2 separate regions of the Sus scrofa genome follow, and region 1 is linked to region 2. The links are chromatin contacts, called in public promoter capture Hi-C maps. All regions are on one chromosome and are shown on one strand. Each heading gives the region's core, a stretch centred on a gene start, on an enhancer-like site or on the middle of the called end of the contact. The rest is flanking DNA. Distances are from core to core; before and after follow the strand shown. Region 1 holds the start of EVA1A (protein eva-1 homolog A). Region 2 holds the start of GCFC2 (GC-rich sequence DNA-binding factor 2).

Region 1 (5,815 bases), core at 168-2,667, 160 kb before region 2:
TGGAACAAAATAAAATAAAGCAAAAGCAAGCTACCCGAAACTTAAAAACTCACTCAAGGGAGTTTCCGTCGTGGCTCAGTGGTTAACGAATGCAACTAGGAATCATGAGGTTGCAGGTTCGATCCCCCGCCTCTCTCACTGGGTTAAGGATCCAGTGTTGTGGTGAGCTGTGGTGTAGGCCAGTGGCTACAGCCCCGATTTGACCCCTAGCCTAGGAACCTCCATATGCTGTGGGTGTGGCCCTAGAAAAGACCAAAAAAAAAAAAAAAACCTCACTCAAGCAACAGAAAATCAGTTTGGTCATCAAATTGTAGAGCATTTTCATGTATGTTTAAAAATTTCACCTTATTAAGGTACATTTTCATGTATTTTTAAATGACTCCTTTTATATGAATAGCTCCTGTTCTCAAGAAATGATCTTGAAGAGGAGTTCCCGTTGTGGCTCAAAAGTAACAAACCCAAATAGTATTCATGAGAATGCAGGTTTGGTCCCTGGGCTTTCTTAGTGGGTTAAGGATCTGGTGTTGCCGTGAGCTGTGGTGTAAGTAACAGACGCAGCTCAGATCCCAAGTTACTATGGCTGTGCTTTGACTGGCAGCTCCAGCTCCAGTTCAGTCGCTAGCCTGGGAACCTCCATATGCTGCAAGTGCGGCCCTAAAAAGAAAATAGGAAAAAAAAAAAAAAAAAAAAAGGAAATGCTCTTGAGGAAAAAAATCCGTCATTTTCCTAAAAGAAAACAACTTTGGACCAAGGAAGAGGCAAATATTAGACTCTCCCAGATTCAAGCACTTTCTGTCTGAATGTCTCCCAGAAGGTTATCAAACACCTCAAACAGCCCCTCAAACACAGAATACACACACACACACACACACACACACACACACACACACACACACACACACACACACAGGCCCTGAGTGGGGTTGAGAACCACTACCTAGAAATAATTAGGCTGAGAGCACTCTATTCTAACCTTTCACATCATAGTCAAATGCTTAATGACAGAAGCCCCAGGCTACTTCATTTCACTCATTTAAGCGCAAAAGGAAACCAAACATTTTCACCAAGATGAAGCTCTTAGAACCCCCATTTGCCAGATTAGAGGATGTCAAGCTTAACTCTCAAACCAGAAGACATTTCATCTCAAAACTGAGTCCTGCAGAGCCCCTCTGTCATGACGGCAGAGCATCTCTCTCCTGAGTGTAAGGCCAGAAACCCCACCCAGGAGACAGCTCAGCCCAGCCCCACACCTCAGCCCTGGCTCAGCCAAGATTGGACAACTACCTGAGACAAAGGAATAGGCTGCTAGGATATTGCTGAGCAAAGCCATGTCCACGTGCTCGGGGATCACCAATTCCGCGTTGTAGCAGAAGGGCAGCCTCGATGGGACATCCAGAGGAGGCCTCCTGGAGATGCTTCAGCTGGATCAAGTTGGCCACCCTCCCTCTCTTCTCTTCTGTTTGGGAACACAAAGTAAGTGATGAGAACACATTGTGATTTCCTGAGGCCATGTTCCGGGTAGCCTGGGCTCAAGATCAAAAGCTAGTCCCCTAAATGCCAGCCAACCTTCTCAGCCAGGTGGCTGCAAAGATCTGGGATCTTGTCCTCTTTGCTCTACAAGCTTCTTGGCTTTCAAGGAAACAGCGACCCCTTAAATCTGTTTTTCTCTAGCCTCTCTCCTTTTTCTTCCTCATCTTCTCCAAAATTCCCTTTTTAACACTTCTCCTTCACCTTTCCTTGATACTTTTCATTGCATTCTCCCTGGTTTGCCTCTGAGGCATAGTCCATCATCCCTCTAATCACTGCATTTTAACCCCAAGCCACAGCCTGCTCTTCACCTGGCTCTGCTCTCCCCTGTACTGATGGCACTTGTGTACTTTGATCAGTTTGCCTCATCCCACTTATCACTGAGTGTGCATTCTTGGCAATGAGTCAGAGCCGACTATTCCAGAACTTCCAAAGTGGTTCCAGTTTGAAAACAGCTCTGAGAACTTGGGAGCTTGAGCCCACCCCCTGCCCCAGGCTTCACGAATCCACCTGCGACTGTGATGGGCCAGTGAAACCCATATGCACAGTCAGTCACAGGGTAAGGAGGGATGTCAGGTTAGGAAAAGCTAGAGAAGTAGAAGGCTCCAGTCCTTGCAGAAGAAACAGGTTCTCAGGTGGGTCACATGGATCACATTTAGAGAGAGAGCTGCAGTTTCATAGGTGGATGGCATGGGTCACAACAGATAAGACAACTCTTACTTTAGTGGATTCCAATGGGCTTAGGGAAGACCATGGCAAGGAAAGACAGACCAACCCATGGGTAAGACAGAAATGAACACAAGGTCCTTGGAGCAGCCAGAGGCCCAGAGAGTGGCAGGATGAGGAGCCAGGAGCTTGGGGGCTCTGAGAAGGAGCTAGCCTCTGTGGAGGGCCCCCTATCCTTCTGAGCCAGAAGACAGAGATTCCCTCAACAGTCATTCAAGCTCTTAAAAAGTGACAACTAGATGACACAGGCGAAGAGTTGGAACTACCACTCTGAGTTCAGAGACTGTTCTGAGGACTTTAGGACTAGCAAGAGAGTGAAGTCACTGGAATATTTTTGAGTATATAGTGGGACAAAGCTGTTTCAGGCCCATTTCCTCCTGTTTATCTCCATTAATTCTACCATAGTGCAAGTCTCATCAATTCATTTCTGGGGGTTTTCCAACAGTCTCCTACATGATGCTTCTTCCAATACCTCTTCCCTATCCAATCTAGCACCCACTCTCACCAACAGGGTTATCTTTATATAGTATAAATCTGATCACTTCACTCCATAGTTCTACCCTTCAACTAATCTCCATTAAACTTCTTGATACAACACACATGCACTTAACAATATCTGACCTCTATTTTAGCTCCTAATTTATCTCCTACCCAAGTCTACATTCTTACACATATACACAGAGGTACAGGATGCCTAATGCTCCAATAATACCAGCTTAGTGTATTTTGGGAAACTAAAGAAATCTGGAAATCCTCTTCCTTTTTCCTAAATGTCCTCCCCCTTCTTATCCTATCTGGCTAATGTTTAAGAGAGAATGCAAAAGTTCTACATTAGTCTCAAAATCCAAAGGACATTCTTTGTTTAGAAATAGAAAAACCCATACTAAAATTCTTATATATTATCAAGAAATCCAAATGGCCAAAACAATCTTAACAAAAACAAAGTTAGAAATCTCACACTTCTTGAATTCAAAAACTTATTACAAAGCTACAATAATCAAAACAGTACAGACAAGGAGTTCCCACTGTGGCATGGTGGGCTGAGGATACAGCATTGCCATAGCTATGGCGTAGGTCACACCTGGGGCTTGGATTTGATCCCTGGCCCAGGAACTTCCATATGTGACAAGTGCAGCCAAAAAACAAAAACAAAACAAACAAAAAAACAAAACAGTGTAGACAGGCATGTGGAAGATGGAATAAAATAGAGAGCCCAGAAATAAAACCTTAAATATATGGTTAAACTATTTTTAACAAGGAAGCCAAGGCTATTCAATCTGGAAAGAACAGTCGTATTGAGAAAACTGGATATCCACATGCAAAAGAACGAAATTGAACCCTTATACCATATTAAAAAATTAACTAAAAATGGATAAAAGACCTAAATGGAAGAGCTAAAACTATAAAACTGTTGAAGAAAACATAAGGGGAAAGTTTCATGATTCTAGATTTGGCAATGATTTCATGGATATGGTACCAAAAGCCCAGGCAAGATAGATAATTTGGACTACATCAAAACTTAAACTTCTGGGCCTCAAAGGATACAATCAACAGAATGAAAAGACAGCCCATGAAATGGGAGAAAATATTTGCAAATCATATATCTGATGAGGAGTTAATATCTGGATTACATTTTTTAAAAACCCCTACGACTCAACTACAACAAAAAACAACCTGATTAAATACCTGGCAAAGGACTTGATATTTCCCCAAAGAAGATTTATGACTGGCCAACAACAAGCACATGAAAAGATGCTAAACATCACTAATCATCAGGAAATGCAAATCAAAAACAAAAGGAGACACCATCCCACATCCATTACGATGGCTACTATAAAAATAAACAAACAGAAAATAACAAGTGATGGAGAGGTTGTGGAGAGAAGCACTTATACTGCTGGTGGGAAGGTAAAATTGTAGAAGCACTATGGGAAACAGTATGTCAGTGTCCCAAAGAATTAAAAATAGAATTACTATTAATTCCACCTCTGGGTCTATACCCCAAAGAATTAAAAGCAGGGAGTTGAACAGACATTCGAACATCAACTATGATGAAGCATTATTCACAGTGGCCTAAAGATAGAATCAAAGTGTCTGCCCATTCACAGGTGAATGGATAAACAAAATGTGGTATATGCTCACCATGGAATATAACTCACAGTCTTAAGGAGTAAAGTTATGACATATGCTAAAATATGGATGAACCTTAAGGGCATTATGCTACGTGAAATAAGCCAGTCACCAAACAACAAATCCGGTTCCACTTATATGAAGTACCTAGAGCAGTCAAATTCATACAGAAAGAAAGCAGAATGGTTGTCAGGGGTTGGGAGAACAGAGGAATGGGAAGTTTGGGGGATTTTTTTGTCTTTTTGCCTTTTCTAGGGCCGCTCCCGTGACATATGGAGGTTCCCAGGCTAGGGGTCTAATCGGACCTGTAGCTGCCAGCCTACACCAGAGCCATAGCAATGCCAGATCCGAGCCACGTCTGTGACCCACACCACAGCTCACAGCAATGCCAGATTCTTAACCCACTGAGCAAGGCCAGGGATCGAACCCACAACCTCATGGTTCCTAGTCAGATTCGTTAGCCACTGAGCCATGACAGGAACCCTGGGACGTTATTGTTTAATGTGTACAGAGTACAAAGTTTCAGTTTTACAAGATGAAAGTTGTTCTGGACGTGGATGGTGGTGATAGTTGTACAACAAAATAAATTGTACTTGATGTCACCGAGCTGGTTCAAATGGGACATTTTATGTTATATGTTATTTCATCACAATTTTAAAAATTAATAACAGTGGCAACAATAAATATAAGGTGTGGATGAGGTACAGCAAGGAATTTTAAAAGTTACTTTTTTTTAGAGAATCTTGTAATTAAATATTGATTTTCAGCTATCAGGAATGGTAGCAGAATTATGGTGATATTAAAATTGAAGTCAAAATACTGTATGATATCACTTATATGTGGAATCTAAAAAATGCAACAAACTAATGAATATAACAAAAAATAAATAAATAAAAATCAGACTCACAGATATAGAGAAGAAACTAGTGCTTACCAGCAAGGAGCAGATAGGTGGCAGGGGTAACATAGGGGTAAGAAATTCAGAAGTACAAATTGTTACATATAAAATAAAGCTAAAATAAGCTACAAGGATATATAGTATAACACAGGGAATATAGCCAATATTTTATAATAACTCAAAATGGATGCGTTCTCATTGTGGCACAGTGGAAACGAATCCCACTAGGAACCATGAGGTTGAGGGTTCAATTCCTAGCCTCGCTCAGCAGGTCAAGGATCCGGTGTTGCTGTGAGCTGTGGTGTAGACCAGCAGCTACAGCTCCGATTAGACCCCTAGCCTGGGAACTCCATATGCTGTGGGTGCAGCCCTAAAAAGACCAAAAAAAAAAAAAAAATGGAATATAACTTTTAAACACTGTGAATTGCTATATTGTAATTTATATAATATTATACATCAACTGCACTTCAACAACAAAATTGAAGTTAATAAAATTCCAATTTGTATCACACTTATGAATATCACTTAACTTTA
Region 2 (5,677 bases), core at 1,777-4,276:
TCAATTAATCTATTAAAGGTAATATTCAATGATAACTCTCACAGAGGTATTCAAGAACTGAATGAACAAAATGTAAAGGAATTCATGGTATTATTGACAAAGAAAGGACTTGTTAATTCACAATTATTTTGTCATATTTGTGAATAACCTTAAAACTCAAGATTACATAAATAGTACTCTTTACCTTAAAAACATCCCTTAATTAGATGTTTATATCCCTTATACATTTCAAAAAAGTCTAGAGTTAAGAAACCAAACTTAAAAGACAGAGGAAAATAGCTACAGTTTACATCTTTCTTAGCTACTGCTATTTATGACAACTCCTATATCTTCCTAAAGTGAAGAAAAGTTACACCAAAGCAATGGTTCTTAAGAGTATAGTCCATCAACCCTTAGAGGTCTCTCGAACACTTTTAGACAGCTATAAGCCAAAACTGCTTCCATCACACTATTAACATGTTACACACACTTTACCATTGATATTTACAAAATGAAGTAAAAACAGGGGTTGGTAAAACTGCTGATATTTCAGTCTGAGTCATAACAGGGATATGACCACAGAAGCAGTAGTAGCTTCTTTGCTAACATGCAGTGGCAATAAAAACATCCAGTTTCACTCACGTTTCTTAATGAAGCAATGCAAAATTTTATTAAATCTTGATCCTGAGGACGTATCTTTTTAATATTCTGTAAATCAAAATGGAAGCATGCATAAAGTACTTCTGGGGCATACTCAAATGCAATGGTTGCCTCAAGAAAAAGCACTGTGTGATGAGATGCAAGTTGAACTTTGCCACTGCATTTGAGCAGGAATACCATTTGCCTTCAGAGAATGACAAACTATTTATTCAGACATGGATATCTGACAAACATTCTCAAAATGAGCAAAATATCACTTCAAGAATTATTGATTTCAAATGAAGGCTGGAATTTTGAGAAAACTTATATCCTCTTGAGAACTTGATAGCTTTCCAATACTAAAAGACTGATGATATAGTAGTAGCATTGAGGGTTTTTTTGGATAGCGTGTAATTAGATATACCAACACCTGCAAAAACTGCAACTCAGTGAACCAACACTTCTCAAAGAATCAATGCATGATGTTACTACTCATACCTGGGTAAAAGATTCTTTTAAAGTACAAAACACACCAAAAGATTTTAATCTAATGGAGTACAAAAAAAAAAAAAAGAAGATAGAGTTTTAGCTTCCATGTTGCAAACTAACCTTTGAGAATGTATCACGTGTTGAGAGCTGCATTGTCACATTAAAGCACAATAACCTCCATAAACCAAAAAGGCTATTGAGGACTGGTAACCATCTATCTGTGCTTTTCTTCAAAATCAAAAACAAAATATATTTAAACAGGTTGAATACAGAAATAGTTTTGAGAATTCAGCTGTCTCCCATTATGCTAGATGTTAAAGAGATTCAAACTCAAAACGACGTCACTCTGGAGTTCCCTGGTGGTATAGCAGGTTAAGGACCCAATGTGAGCACTGTTGTGGATCAGAACGCTGCTGTGGCATAGATTTTGATTCCTGGCTCTAGTTTTTCCACATCCAGCGGGATTGGCCAAAAAAACCTCAAAAGCCATAAAAACAAAAAACAAAAACAGAACAAAATAAAAAACCCCAAGTCAAAACAATGATACTCTTACTCTTTTTTGGCAAATAGTTATTTTTCATAAAAAAAGTTTCTTTCCTTACATGTAATGAATTAATTTTAAAAGAGTAAAAATTTAATCTTAATTTCTAATACGGCAAATATTACAGAATAATCTACAGAACCAAAAGCTCTTTGGGATCGTTAATAATTTTTAAAAGTATGAAGGTTTACCCTTTATACTCAAGACCAAAAAGCTTGAGTACCACTGTTTTACAAAGCAAGTGAAACAGCAAGTGCTGGCCTCAATTCTCCCTGATAGTTTAACCAGATGACTTAACATACAAAAGCATTTAAAAAAAATCACACTTCATATAAACAAGTGATTATAACACTGACTAAGAAATCACCGAAGAGTGGTGAGAATTTTTTTCCTCGACTAACCATTCTTATTAAACTCCATTTCAAAAAAGAACACACCTTATGTAAACAACTTGATGCTACCTGAATCCTATTTTTAGGAACACAAAGGTATCTCAAAATTTACATTGTATTTAACATCATTATTGGCAGTCTACAGTGTCATTTACCTACTGTTAGTGACATAATCTTTTCTTTAAATAATGGTTTAAATTAAAAAAAGTAAAATGTCCCAAAGCCTGTCACCTAAATTTTTCCAGCGTACCATTCCATCCAGTTAGATGTTTTCTAGAAAAACAATTAGGGACGTTTCCAGAAAGTATTACCACTTACTTAGAAATATCAGAAAATTTTTTAACTCTTCTGGGGCGATTTAGGTTCCTCATAAGCATCAGGTGCAGCACTAAAGCTATAATTGGTGAAGGTTCATTTGATGTTGCAAAACAGAGGAGCCCAAACTTAACAGGATTCATTCTACTGCCCCTGGGAGCCCAGTGTGGAGATGCCAGCAGCGGGCGGGTGTTCGCAAGCAGGCTGTCATGCTTACTATTCCTGCGATGCAGCCCACATCCTGGTAAGCACCGGGTTAGATCCGAAACCACCCTAACTCCTCGGGGTCTTCCTCCCGCCCCCGCCCCGGGCACCCACGCCGCCGCCCTGTGTCACCTGGGGCATCCGATCCTGGGTCCAAGCGCGGAGCCGCTTTCGCCGCGCGCCGGGAACTCGCCCAGACCCGGCCCCGGCCCCGGCCCCCGCCCCGGGCCCGGCGGAGCCGTTCTGCCACTTCCGCGCAGCCTCCTTCGGACAGCATTCCTTCCTCCGCAGGGCCCGGGGCTACTTGCTCTCCGGGCACCCCTGGTTCGGCAGTTGGTTCCTGGCCGCTGTCGCTGTCGCTAGAGTCAGTTCGGCGCTGCCGAAAAGTCCTCTGCGGTCTGTGAGCCATGACCGAACCCAGACACACCAGGTCTACGGCTTCCGCGCAGGCGCACGCTCCCGCCTCCCGCCTCGCCGCCCCGTAAGCGCGCGGGAGCCAAGCGGCTTCGACGCCGGCTTCGCCATGCGCATGCGTAGTTTTCTTTTTTCGTTCTGTACGACCCAACTCGTCTCCCGGGGTTTCTAGGGATGTGCGGCGTTCTCTTTGCAAGGTCAGTTTATGCAGGTGCTCGCGAAGAGATTACCGCAGGTTCCTCAAGCTAACTGCTATGGAGAGCAGCACTCACAGGCTCTCTTTGTGCAAACCCTGTCTGGGACTCAGGCGTTGTGCCCACATCCTGGACTGGATCCACTCTTCGACTTTCTGGAGAAAGTGAAGTTCTCTTTCTAAACAAGAATTAAAACAAATAAGCCTACACTGTGTAAGAGATTGTCTCTGGAAGCTAAACAGTAACATCTACACAGAAATGATACTGCACAAGTAAGCAACAATCAAGAAGAAAAGCACAGAGATAAAAAGGATGGCCTCTTAGAATTACAGATAGAAACAAGTAAAGAGCAACCAGAGAGCAAGAAGCCTTTCCAGGTACCCATAATCATCACTATCTTATATTATTTGCCCTTTCTCATGAATATTAGGATTTCCCCCCCCCCAGAGAGCATGAATAACGCCATATATCTTATCTATCCCCACTATACTTATTTACAATACTAACTTATTGATTAGCTGGTTATTAGGAGACTTTGCATTATTCACCTTTTTAAAATAACTTAAATTTTCAGAGGTTAGTAACTGAAGAAAATTGGCATATGAAATATTCTCCAACTTTTGGAAACCAATGTATTACTTAAGCCGTTTTGTTTTTTTTTTTTTCTTCCCATTAGTGAAATGTTTTAGTCAGCGTTATTAGGCATTGGTTAGTGGGTTCTGAGCGCCCTCTAGTGATAAATGTGCTACTTACAAAAGGATTATGTCAATCTTTTGGAAAATGCCTCCTTTCTCATAGAGCTATTTTTTCTTTCTGTCTTGTTATAAGTAATGGATATATTGCCATGTTAAGCCAAATTATGTCAAAATTTATCAGATAAAAATTTTGATAAGTCTTATTTGTAAGTAAAGTATCACACTGTTCTTTGGCAATTAAAAACAGTTTTGTGGAAATGCATCTATAAAAGTATGGACCTTTGTGCTTTCATTTTTTCAGCATCATTTTTTTTTCTTGCATTTACTATGATGAGATCCTTGGCCTGGGACCAGAGGGTCGCAATATGCATGGAGGTCCTGGTCCTGATGATCAGTTAGTACATCCAAGTTAGCCCTACAGATTGGAAATTACTTAAAAAATATATACTCAAAATATTTAACATCAGATCTACCCTCTTAACAAAATTTTAAGTGTACAGTACAGTATTGTGAATTATAAGCACATTGTTGTAAAGCACATCTCTAGAACTTTGTCATTTTAACTGAAATGTTTTACCTGTTGTAATTTAACTCTTTGTTCCTTCTCCTCCTAGACCCTGGCAACCACCATTCTCCTTTCTGCTTCTATGAGTTTGGCCCTTTCAGATACCTCATGTAAGTAGAACCATGCAATATTTATCCTTCTGTGACTTAAAGTAATATCTTCAAAGTCCATCCATTTTGTAGCATATTGCAGGGGTTCCTTCTTTTTAAAGGCTGAATAATATTCTATTGTCTGTATATACCACGTTTTCTTTATCTATTCATTGGACAATGGATATTTAGGTGGCTTCTACATCTTGGCTATTGTGAATTAGTGCTGCAGTGAATGTGGGAGTGCAAATGTCTTCAAGATCTTGATTTCAATTCTTCTGGGTAAATACCCAGAAGTGGGATTGCTGGATCACATGGTAGTTTTATTTTTAAATTCTGAAGGACTTTCCGTATTGTTTTCCATAGCAACTGCAGCATTTCACGTTACCACCAACAGTGTGCAAGCGTTCCAGTTTCTCCACAACCTTGCAACACTTGTTGACTATTGATTGGCTGATTGGTACTGGACATCCTAATAGATTCGAAGTGATATCTTCTTGGTTTTGATTTGCATTTCCCTGATGATTACTGATGTGAAGCATCTTTCACATACTTGTTGGCTTCTGTGGAGAAAGCCTATTCAAATATTTTATCGGTTTGAAATTGGGTTATTTGATTTTGTTGTGGCTGGTTTTGCTTTGTAAATGGACTGTAGTACTTTGTATGTGTTGGATATTAATCTCTTATCAGGCATATGTATTGCAGATATTTTCCCCACTTTCCCTAGGTTGCCTTTTCACCCTGCTGAAAGTTTCCTTTGCTGGGCAGAAGCCTTTTAGTTTGATGTAGTCCCATTTCTCTACTTTTGGTTTTGTTGTCTGTGCTTTTGGCCTCATATACAAAAAGCCATTGCCAAGACCAATGTCATGAAGATTTCCCCCTTTATTTTCTTTTAAAAATTTTACATTTAAGTATTTAATGAATTTTGAATTGATTTTTGTGTCAGGTATAAGATAAGGGTCCAGTTTCATTCTTTGGCCTGTGGCTATACAGTTTCCCCAACACCAACACCATCTGTTGAAGAGACTTTTCTTTCCCATTGTGTATTTTTTTTTTTTTTTTTTTTTTTTTTTTTTTGTCTTTTTGCCATTTCTTGGGCTGCTGCTACGGCATATGGAGGTTCCCAGGCTAGGAGTCTAATAGGAGCTGTAGCCACTGGCC

The links. Promoter capture Hi-C pulls out the DNA fragments that hold promoters and counts their contacts.
Region 1: a promoter capture Hi-C map of liver shows a contact between it and region 2, with 5 times the contacts expected there. The contact joins the promoter of EVA1A here to the promoter of GCFC2 in region 2. A contact is called at or near these places in 1 of 5 promoter capture datasets (liver), 11 of 47 Hi-C or Micro-C datasets (alveolar macrophages, embryonic fibroblasts, epiblast stem cells and 8 more) and 1 of 2 datasets of contacts at active chromatin or transcription factors (alveolar macrophages).

Annotation. Positions count from the first base shown.
Region 1 is chr3:67,706,517-67,712,331 of Sscrofa11.1, reverse strand. EVA1A (protein eva-1 homolog A) reads right to left here and starts at 1,417. Exons shown (of 2, transcript XM_021087316.1): 1 at 1,285-1,417. The coding sequence starts at 1,417.
Region 2 is chr3:67,545,152-67,550,828 of Sscrofa11.1, reverse strand. It overlaps GCFC2 (GC-rich sequence DNA-binding factor 2), which reads right to left and starts at 3,026. Exons shown (of 17, transcript XM_021087312.1): 1 at 2,692-3,026. The coding sequence starts at 2,968. It overlaps LOC106509776 (a long non-coding RNA gene), which reads left to right and starts at 3,088. Exons shown (of 3, transcript XR_001307629.2): 1 at 3,088-3,544; 2 at 4,477-4,537.